2 separate regions of the Rattus norvegicus genome follow, and region 1 is linked to region 2. Evidence: chromatin contacts called from public Hi-C data. All regions are on one chromosome and are shown on one strand. The core of a region is the stretch at or near the end of the contact, and the rest is flanking DNA. Distances in the headings are between cores, read along the strand shown. Region 1 has its middle 99 kb from the start of Mir2985. Region 2 has its middle 240 kb from the start of Gask1b.

Region 1 (4,368 bases), core at 939-3,438, 570 kb after region 2:
CCATGGCTCCAGTCACATATGTAGCAGAGGATGGCATTGTCTGGCATCAATAGGAGGAGAAGCCCTTGGTCCTGTGAAGGCTCATTTCCCCAGGGTAGGGGAATCCCAGGGTGTTGAGGTGGGAGCAGCAAACTGACTGGATATAATATTAACTTAAACAAATCAGTAGCTTTCCTCTACTCAAAGGATTAACAGTCTGACAAAGAAATTAGAGAAATGACACCCTTCACAATAGTCACAAATAACATAAAATACCTTGTTGTAACTCTAACCAAGAAAGTGAAAAGTCTGTATGACAAGAATTCAAGTCTCTGAAGAAAGAAAATGAAGAAGATCTCAGAAGATGGAAAGATCTCTCATGCTCATGGATTGACAGGATTAATATAGTAAAAAAAATGGCCATCTTGCCCAAAGCAATCTACAGATTTAATGCTATATCCATCAAAATTCCAACTCAATTCTTCATTGAGTTAGAAACACAATCCGCAAATTTATTTGGAATAACAGAAATCAAGGATAGCAAAAAGTATTCTCAACAATAAAAGAAGTTCTGGGGGAATCATCATCTCTGACCTCAAGTTGTATTACAGAGTTATTGTGATTAAAAACTCCATGGTATTGGTATAGAAACAAGCAGGTAGATCAATGAAATAGAATTGAAGACCCATAAATGAACCTATACAACTATGGTCTCTTGATCTTTGACAAAGGAGCTAAAACCACTCAATGGAAAGAAGACAGCATTTTCAACAAATGGTGCTTGTTAAACTGGAGGTCAGCTGTAGAAGAATGAAAATCGACCTGTTCCTATCTCCTTGTACTAAGTTCAAGTTCAAGTGAATCAAAGACCTCCACATAAAACCAGATACATTGAAACTAATAGAAGAGTAAGTAGGGAACATCCTTGAACACATAGGCACAGGGGAAAATGATCTGAACAGAATACCAATGGTTTATGCTCTAAGATCAAGAATCGACAAATGAGACCTCATAAAATCAGTGTCTGTGACTTTATAAGAGAATGAGACACCCCATCCTTGTTCACTCCTTCCCTGCCCCTTGCATCCACCTCCCCACAACACATACACATTTTCCTTACCATCTTGTGAGGAAGCAATGAGTGCTCAGGCTATCAGCAAATCAGGAAATGCAACTCATGATGTGGGCCAGATCTGCCAGCATATACTTGATTTCACTATATGTGACAGGGTCTCCATATATAGTTTTGGCTGTCCCCAAACTTGACATCCTTCTGCTGCAGCCTCTTGAATGCTGCAATTATAGGCATGCATTCAGCATCTACAAGTATTTGGTGCTGGCCTAGATGATACCAGGCTGCAGAGTAAAATGGAGTAAAATGGTATAATTTAACCCATCTATAATATTTGTTTTTGTTGTAACTCTTCAAACTGATTAGGATACACACACACACACACACACACACACACACACACACACACACACACACTTCTTTTTCTTGTCTTATGCAGTTTTCTTCAATTGTGGTAGCTTCTTCTATGGGAGAGAAAGTCAGTTTTCTTGAAGGGTGTGGCTTATCACACATTTACCTCACTCTAGTACATAGCACCCAGAAATAAGTAGATAACACTGATTGATATCAAAGGGTTACTAAATATAAACAAACAAATATATAAATAAATTTTTTGGAAAAAAAGAGCGTGAAATTGGGGGGATATAAAAGTAGATGTAGATAGTAGCGTGTGGGACTATGAAAGGCATCTTAGTTCCTGGTTGAGTCTTAAAATCTCAGTGTTCCTCAAGGGATGGTAGGATTTTCACTTGACTCCTAGGAAACTCACTAGCCACAGTCCTCCATAGATTTGTGGTGATCAGTCATGTAAAGGCAAAGCCCCAAGTCCTTCCACAGGTAGAGGACGTGACCACAGGTCTCATAAGCTCAAGATAGACAGACCTCCTTTATAGTGAGGTACCTAAAGGTCTAGAGGCTTAGCCAATAAACTTTCCTTCCCTGAGACTCACCCTGCAAAACGTATATAAACTCAAGCCCACCCTGAGAAGTGAAGTATAGTTTTATTCATCCACTTTCTGCTATGACAATAAATTTTATAAAACCACAAACTGTCTCTTTTCATCCGGATCTGCAGTGGGGAGCCTCACAGAAGGCCTTCGCCTACAGAGCAGCTGTCTAATCTCCCATATAAGGCCTCCTTTTTCTCCCAGACAAGGCTGCCACCAAAACCAAGCCACCACCAAGCCTGCACCTGCCACAGTCAAACCAAGGATTCCCTATCACCACCACCACACACACAGGACCAATCAGAGTCCCCTCCTTTTCCCCCTTGGCCCCAGCTAGATCCAGCTTTGTAGACCCCACGTCATTCTCAGCTCTTCAGCAGCTTCTAGCAGAGCCTGGATGCCCAAGAACCTGAGAACCTGAAGGCCCCGGCCTCATCACATGCCCAGGGACCCCCAAGCCAGCTTCTGCCTAGTCCCGCACCTCAGACTGTGCTTCCCCTCCCTCGGAGTGATATCGAGGCTGCCCTACAGCCTTACAGCTGCCCAACCATGGCTGGGGTATGCGCAGTCAAACTTCCAGTGTCCAGCCTCCCTGAGTGGGCTCAGGACTCACAACCCTACAGGTGAGGAGGTACGAGTAGGAGTTGAGGAGCAAATATAATCAAATAGAGTATATAAAATTTTCACCGACAGTAAAAATATTAATTTACAATTTGTGATCAGAGGATGCTGGGTGAATTTTTTTCCATTTTTATTAAACTGGATATTTCTTATTTACATTTCAAATGTTATTCCCTTTCCCGGTTTCCTGTCCATCAAACCCTTAACCCTTCCCACTCCCCTTTATAAAGTATATCAACATAGTCATAGTTTATCTTACGGACTTTGCAAAAGAACTATTTTTTCAATCTCCCCAACCTTTGAATCATAATTTTAGAAGCATATAATGTGTTTTTCACTTTATCAGGCTGATGCCTTCTAGAATGGAAGGAGCATAAAGCTTTATGAGGATGAGAAAGCCACTCACTATTATCAGAAATCTCCATAACGACCTTGCACAGCTATAACGACCTTGCACAGCTCCGTATCAACAAGGGATACTTGCTCTCTCCCAGACTTAAATCTTACATCTTAATGCATGATATACGTGTTCTAAAAGATAATTTCTTGGGTTGGGGATTTAGCTCAGTGGTAGAGCACTTGCCTAGCAAGCACAAGGCCCTGGGTTCAGTCCCCAGCTCCAAAAAAAAAAAAAAAAAAAAAAAAGATAATTTCTTATTTGCTAGATCAAAAATAAGAATTTTTCTACCAATATGAAAAAACACAGTTGCAGACAACATGATGCAATGTTGTGAGAACAGGAAAGAAGAAATGTGTAACGAATGTCCTGTCCCGGCCCGCGGGAATGTCAGCAGAAACCCTGGAGAGGGGGAGTAGGAATGGATGGGACAAGAGGCGCAAGAAATGGAGACAAGACAGTATTCTGATCAAGTCTCATTTAATAAGGCAAAAAGCCTTTGCTTATAAGCAGAAAAATCACATAATACAAACTAGTTGTCAGGGTAACGATAAACATACGTCACATCAGAAACCAATGGCATAAGTTTTGATTTCTCCAAACTTCCAACCTACAATAAGTTTCAATTTCCTGAAGCTTCTAACTAACAATAGAGTGTAACTCATTCTTATGCAGAAGCAAGCTATCATGATGTCTCCAGTATTCCACCACATACGTTACCTGGAAACAAGGGCCCATGAAGTAGAAAACACCTAGCTCAGGCAAAGAAAGGCATAAGCAGACCGGGTGGGCCCGGACAATGTCCCAGTGTTGTTCCTATTACACTGACGAGATACTGAAGCCAAATGTCGTCCTTGTTCTGATCAAGCAATAATAATAAATATCACCTATAATCATGTAACAGGAATCTGAGCAACTAGACCGCTGGTCATTTATTTTCACATAAAGAACTGAAGCTTTCTTATACCAATTCAATTTCAATCCAGTAGATGTTACATTTCTGAGTGTCCCACAACTTAGTTATTTGGTTTTTTTATCTTTAATTTGAATTTCTATTTTTATAATTTTACTTGAGTACCTTGACAAGTTAGATTTGAAAGATATATTTTCTACTTTTAGTTAGAATTTTAATCAGGCCTGTGTGTGTATGTGCGTGTGTGTATGTCTCTCTGTGTTTGTGTGTGTGTGTGTGTGTGTGTGTGTGTGTGTGTGTGTGTGTGTGTGTGTGTGTATAATATGTGCACATATGTGCACATATGCCTGCAGGTGCATATGTGTTATAGTTGGCATCTATAGGCCAGAGGACAACTTTGTAAATTATGTTCTCTACTTCTACTTTTGCATGGGTTTCT
Region 2 (4,402 bases), core at 815-3,314:
TTGCTCATGTCACTGTGTAACAGGGGTTAGTGATGATAGCTGTGGCTTCTGGTTCTGAAAGATGGCTTTCCATAAAGCGTTTTGTAGTTGATAATGTACAGCATCATCTCATGGATAAAGAGGTCATGATGTTGGTGTCGATGAGGATTCTGAACAGGAATGCGTTCTAAGGGTGTGGTGGTTTGCATGGGAATGGCTCCCATAGGCTCAGTTCATATGTTTGGATACTTCACCCTCAAATGATGGGACTGTTTGGAAAGGATTAGGAGGTGCAGCCTTGTTAGAGGAGGTGTGTATCTGAGGGTGAGCTTTGCATTTCAAAATCTCATGCCATTCCCACTTGGCCGTCTTTGGGCTAACTCCAGTCATGCCTGCAGTGCCGTAATGATCACCCTCTGAAACTGTAACTCCCTAATAAAGTTGTTGATAAGATGTCTTGGCCATGGTGTCTCTTCACATCAATAGAAAAGTAATGAACAGGCAATATTTTAGATTCTATTTTCCTTTTATATATTTTCATTAATTGTTGGTATTGTTTTTAGTTTTTGAGATAGGCTTTCTCTAAATTACTCAGGCTGGTCTTCAAATGACTGTGCAGGAAACAGGTCTCCAAGTTGTGACCTGCCTGTGTCTGCCTCCTGAGTAGCTGGGATCTCAGCTCTGTGCTATTCCTCCTGTCTATCTTCTATGTTTCAAGAACTTTTCTGAAATGCTCACATATTTGGGGGACCCAGTTTCTGAGAGTAGGTGCCCTAAGTCTGACTGGGAAATGGTCCTTGTTCTCCTTTTAATCTTAAGTCCACTGAGTTTAGATCAGAGCAACCATGAAATGAAGGTAACCTTTACAACTTCTTATAGCTTATGGCTGACCCCCCATCTCCTCCAGCATCTGGTATAAAAGCCTGAAGATGGAGATCTACATTGCTTTTAAGAGCATATTGCTGCGCTGAGCTGGAAATGGCAGTGCTTTTAATAAGGCACGAATGACACACATGCTGTCAAAATGTTAATTTTGTGGTCCTTCACTTAGAGCAGTGGGGTGTTTTGGTAAATAATATTTAAATACAGAGCAGTAATTAAGTTAAATGGACACGCCTGGTGACAGTCTGTTAATGTACCTTTCTCTTCATCGTGGAATTTGGCCTTCAGTGTCCAAGCGGGAAAGAGGAGTCGCTATCACGTGTGCTAACAAGGGATGTAGTGGAGCCTTGGCAGCTGCTAATCAGCTGGACATGCCTTTTGGGTGTTGCTGGAAATCACATCGAGACTGTTTTATTCCATTATTAGTACTGGGGTGAAAGGGAATACTAGGCATGCACTCTTCCTGAGAGTCCCAGGTCTAGCCCTCCCCCCTCCCTCCTACTCCCCCACTCTGTCTCACTGCAAGACACAGTTGTATTTGAACTTTTGACCCTCTTTTCTCAGCTTCCTGAATAGGTAAGATTCCCTCACCTCCAATTTTATGGAAATAAATCAATTTGCATATGAGTTTCTTAGAGAGACGCTAATATTCTCTAAGATTTACCAAGAACATCAGTCTCAGACTTGGTTCAATTTAGTTTGTGGATTTAACATGCCGATTTGCCGATTAAATACGAGGGAGGAGAGAATTTAATTACCAAGTTTTCCTTTATGTAAACCGTTTTGTATTTTAAGTATACGCATTCTGCAAGTTCTCTTTTTACAGACAGTTTTAGGTTGGCTGCTGAAGGAGGGAGAGGATAAAAGAAAGGAGAGAAGGTTAGAGGGATGTGTAGGGAATGGAAGGCTGAAAGGCTGAAAGGCAGAGTTTAGTAAGAGGGGTGGGGGAAAGAAGTGTACGGAGTTCTGGATCCTGGCCACTAGAGGGCAGGGCAGCACTGGGTAGAAACGCCATCTTTAGCGAGTTACAGTCTCCCATTCTACCCCTCTGAAAAGAAATCTAGGGCTGAAAAAAGAGAAAGGGAAGAGGGAAGGCATGGAGGAAAATAGGAATGAAGGGAGTGCAGTCGAATGCAAGACAAGTTTCTTTTCAGATTCAAGCAAAAGGAAGAGAGGAAGGATCATTTTCATGTACCTTGACAGACTTATAGCAAATGTCACCCATGCGCCCTGTGGATGGCAGGGACTGAACGAATACTATTTGTTGCTGGTTTAAAAATTTCCCCCTCTTCTTCCCAGAAATGCTCAACCTTAACAATAGATTTTTCCGAGAATTGTATGGGAAGTATAAATAGCTGGCTGCGACTACAGTTTGAGATTTTGATGCTGCTGTCTGTTGAACTGTTTCTTCGGCTTTTGGGTTTTACGGAGAATTTTTTCCCCTAAGTCTCCGACTCAGACAACTGAAATGTTCTTTTTTCCCCTTTTTATTTTTTCCCCAGACAAATAATTCAAAGACCTGGTATTTTTCTTTACATAGAGCACATCGACAATAGCAACTAATGGTTTTAAGTGATTCCATTAAAATCCACACTACAGCAAGATGCAGTACGTCACAATGACCCCTCCTTTTTAAAAAGGTTATCCCCTGTTTTAATGACTGCTTTGATCTACATGGCATGGCATCTTAAAATTCAGAAACGGACGTCTCCGAGTTTAGGTTTAGAAACAAGACACGCGGCTTTTAGTACAACATATTTGAGAGAATCGTAAAGATGGCATCCTGTTAGGGCTTAGTAAGAGATGTGCTGAAAAGGCTCCCGCTGTTCAGCGAAAATAGCTGCTCCCATCTTCAGTATCTAAAAACTGCGTGCGTGTTCTAGTCAATCATTACTTAAAAATTAAGACACTGCTGGGGACCCAGAGATAAAATGTGTAGGGAATGTTTTTGGTGAATGTTTTAAGATTGAGAGAAAATCTTTTCAGAAAGGAATTTGACTGTAGGTGTTTCTTGCTTTAAGTAATAGCTGTACCCTCCGAAACATATCTGTCAATCGATTTGTTTCTAAATGGAATTACGTTTTTTTTTTTTATTGACTCATGAAAATTTCAGAAGTGCTTTATCTTTATTATTTTCCAGTGATGTCTACATTTAGCTTTGAGGTTTTTTCTTCCTTCCAAGTAAACAACAGGAAAACACCCCAGAAGCCCAATGCTTGTAAAATGCAGGCCTCGGTTTCGGTAGTCTGCGAACAGGTTCTCTGCCTTCCTCAGCAGGGACTGAGTTTTTGGGCAAAGCTAAGTCCGTGCCCTGTGTAAGCAGAGGTCTTGGTTATAGTAGCATGCAGACTGCTCTCTGGCCGCATTTAAGACACCTAAGCCACCGTTTCTAGCCCTCCCTTCCAGTCTTTAGTGCTATGCAACAGCTGTCTGTTCTTTAGTAGGGAAAATGTCTAAGAGAAAAACAGCTTGTCCTGTCTGTGACAGACAGTCTTCTGCCATCTTTCCCTCATTAGCAGAGGATCATGTCATCGTGACTTTGCCAGGAAAGAGCAAGAATGCTTTTTTCCTGGGATCAGGGCATTGAAGGCTTGGGAAGAGTCTTCTTCAAGGCTACTATGTTTGTTTTAAATTCATAACATAACCCATTTCCTAAAAGGAAAGGATGGCAGAATTTCAAAACTGCTTGGTAAAATATAAGTATTTAAACCAAGTGTTTGGTGGCTAGAGACTTTTCTTCCAAAAGAATTTGGGATATACTAACACTGGGTAGAAAAAAAAATAATGACAAATATATATCTCTCATCACCTTTATATGCAGGTAAAAATCAACTTAAACACACAACTTGGATAGTTCATAAATGTCAAGTTTTTTTTTAAGTGAATCTAAATTTTATGAATTCAAAATTTTGTCACGTAGCTTGTGTGTACTACACCTAGGCTGGACTGGCCAAATGTTGACTATGGTTGTCATAGAACCAAGGCTGAGCCAATTAGGATTCACCAGTCTTCTTTCTTTCTTCACACAACTGTCTCAGCATGGTGCTACAAGTTTTTCATCCCAGCTAAGGAGGTAGAGGCAGATGGAGCTCTGTGAGTAAAAGATCAGCCTGTGTCTACATAGTGAGCTCCAGGACGGACAGCATTACCTAGTGAAACTTTGTCTCAAAAGACAGAAAAACAAAACAAAACAACAGACAAATCAAAGATGGTATTTTGTGACTGTGTCAGAGCTCCCCAATAAATTAACACAGCCAAAGTAGAAGAATGTTGTTTAAATTTATTTGAAAGGCTACTATATTAATTTTACTATCATTATTTCTGTTATTATTTCTATGAGTAAAACATATTTGTTATTTCACTTGACATAATGTTCTCTGGTTCCACAGGAGGATTCAGACAATGGAATACAGATATGCAATATCCCATTGCATATCTATAATATATTTTTTGTCTATTCACCCAGATGGTTCTACATCCAGGTATTATGACTGGCACTACATGTAGTGAGCAGACATGTAAGCATCTTCCCTTACTCTGA

Evidence for each region. A called contact is a pair of places that touch in the nucleus more often than the background predicts.
Region 1: a contact with region 2 is called in a Hi-C map of frontal cortex, with 2.1 times the contacts expected there. The contact joins two enhancer-like sites. A contact is called at or near these places in 2 of 12 Hi-C or Micro-C datasets (frontal cortex and prefrontal cortex).

The regions. Positions count from the first base shown.
Region 1 is chr2:168,152,968-168,157,335 of GRCr8, forward strand. No RefSeq gene overlaps it. Among named protein-coding and RNA genes, the nearest start is that of Mir2985, 99 kb to the right of the region's middle. Within about 2 kb of position 2,189, at least 19 of the 93 cell types and tissues checked have an H3K27ac peak or open chromatin away from gene starts, as enhancers often do.
Region 2 is chr2:167,587,652-167,592,053 of GRCr8, forward strand. No RefSeq gene overlaps it. Among named protein-coding and RNA genes, the nearest start is that of Gask1b, 240 kb to the left of the region's middle. Within about 2 kb of position 2,065, at least 12 of the 93 cell types and tissues checked have an H3K27ac peak or open chromatin away from gene starts, as enhancers often do.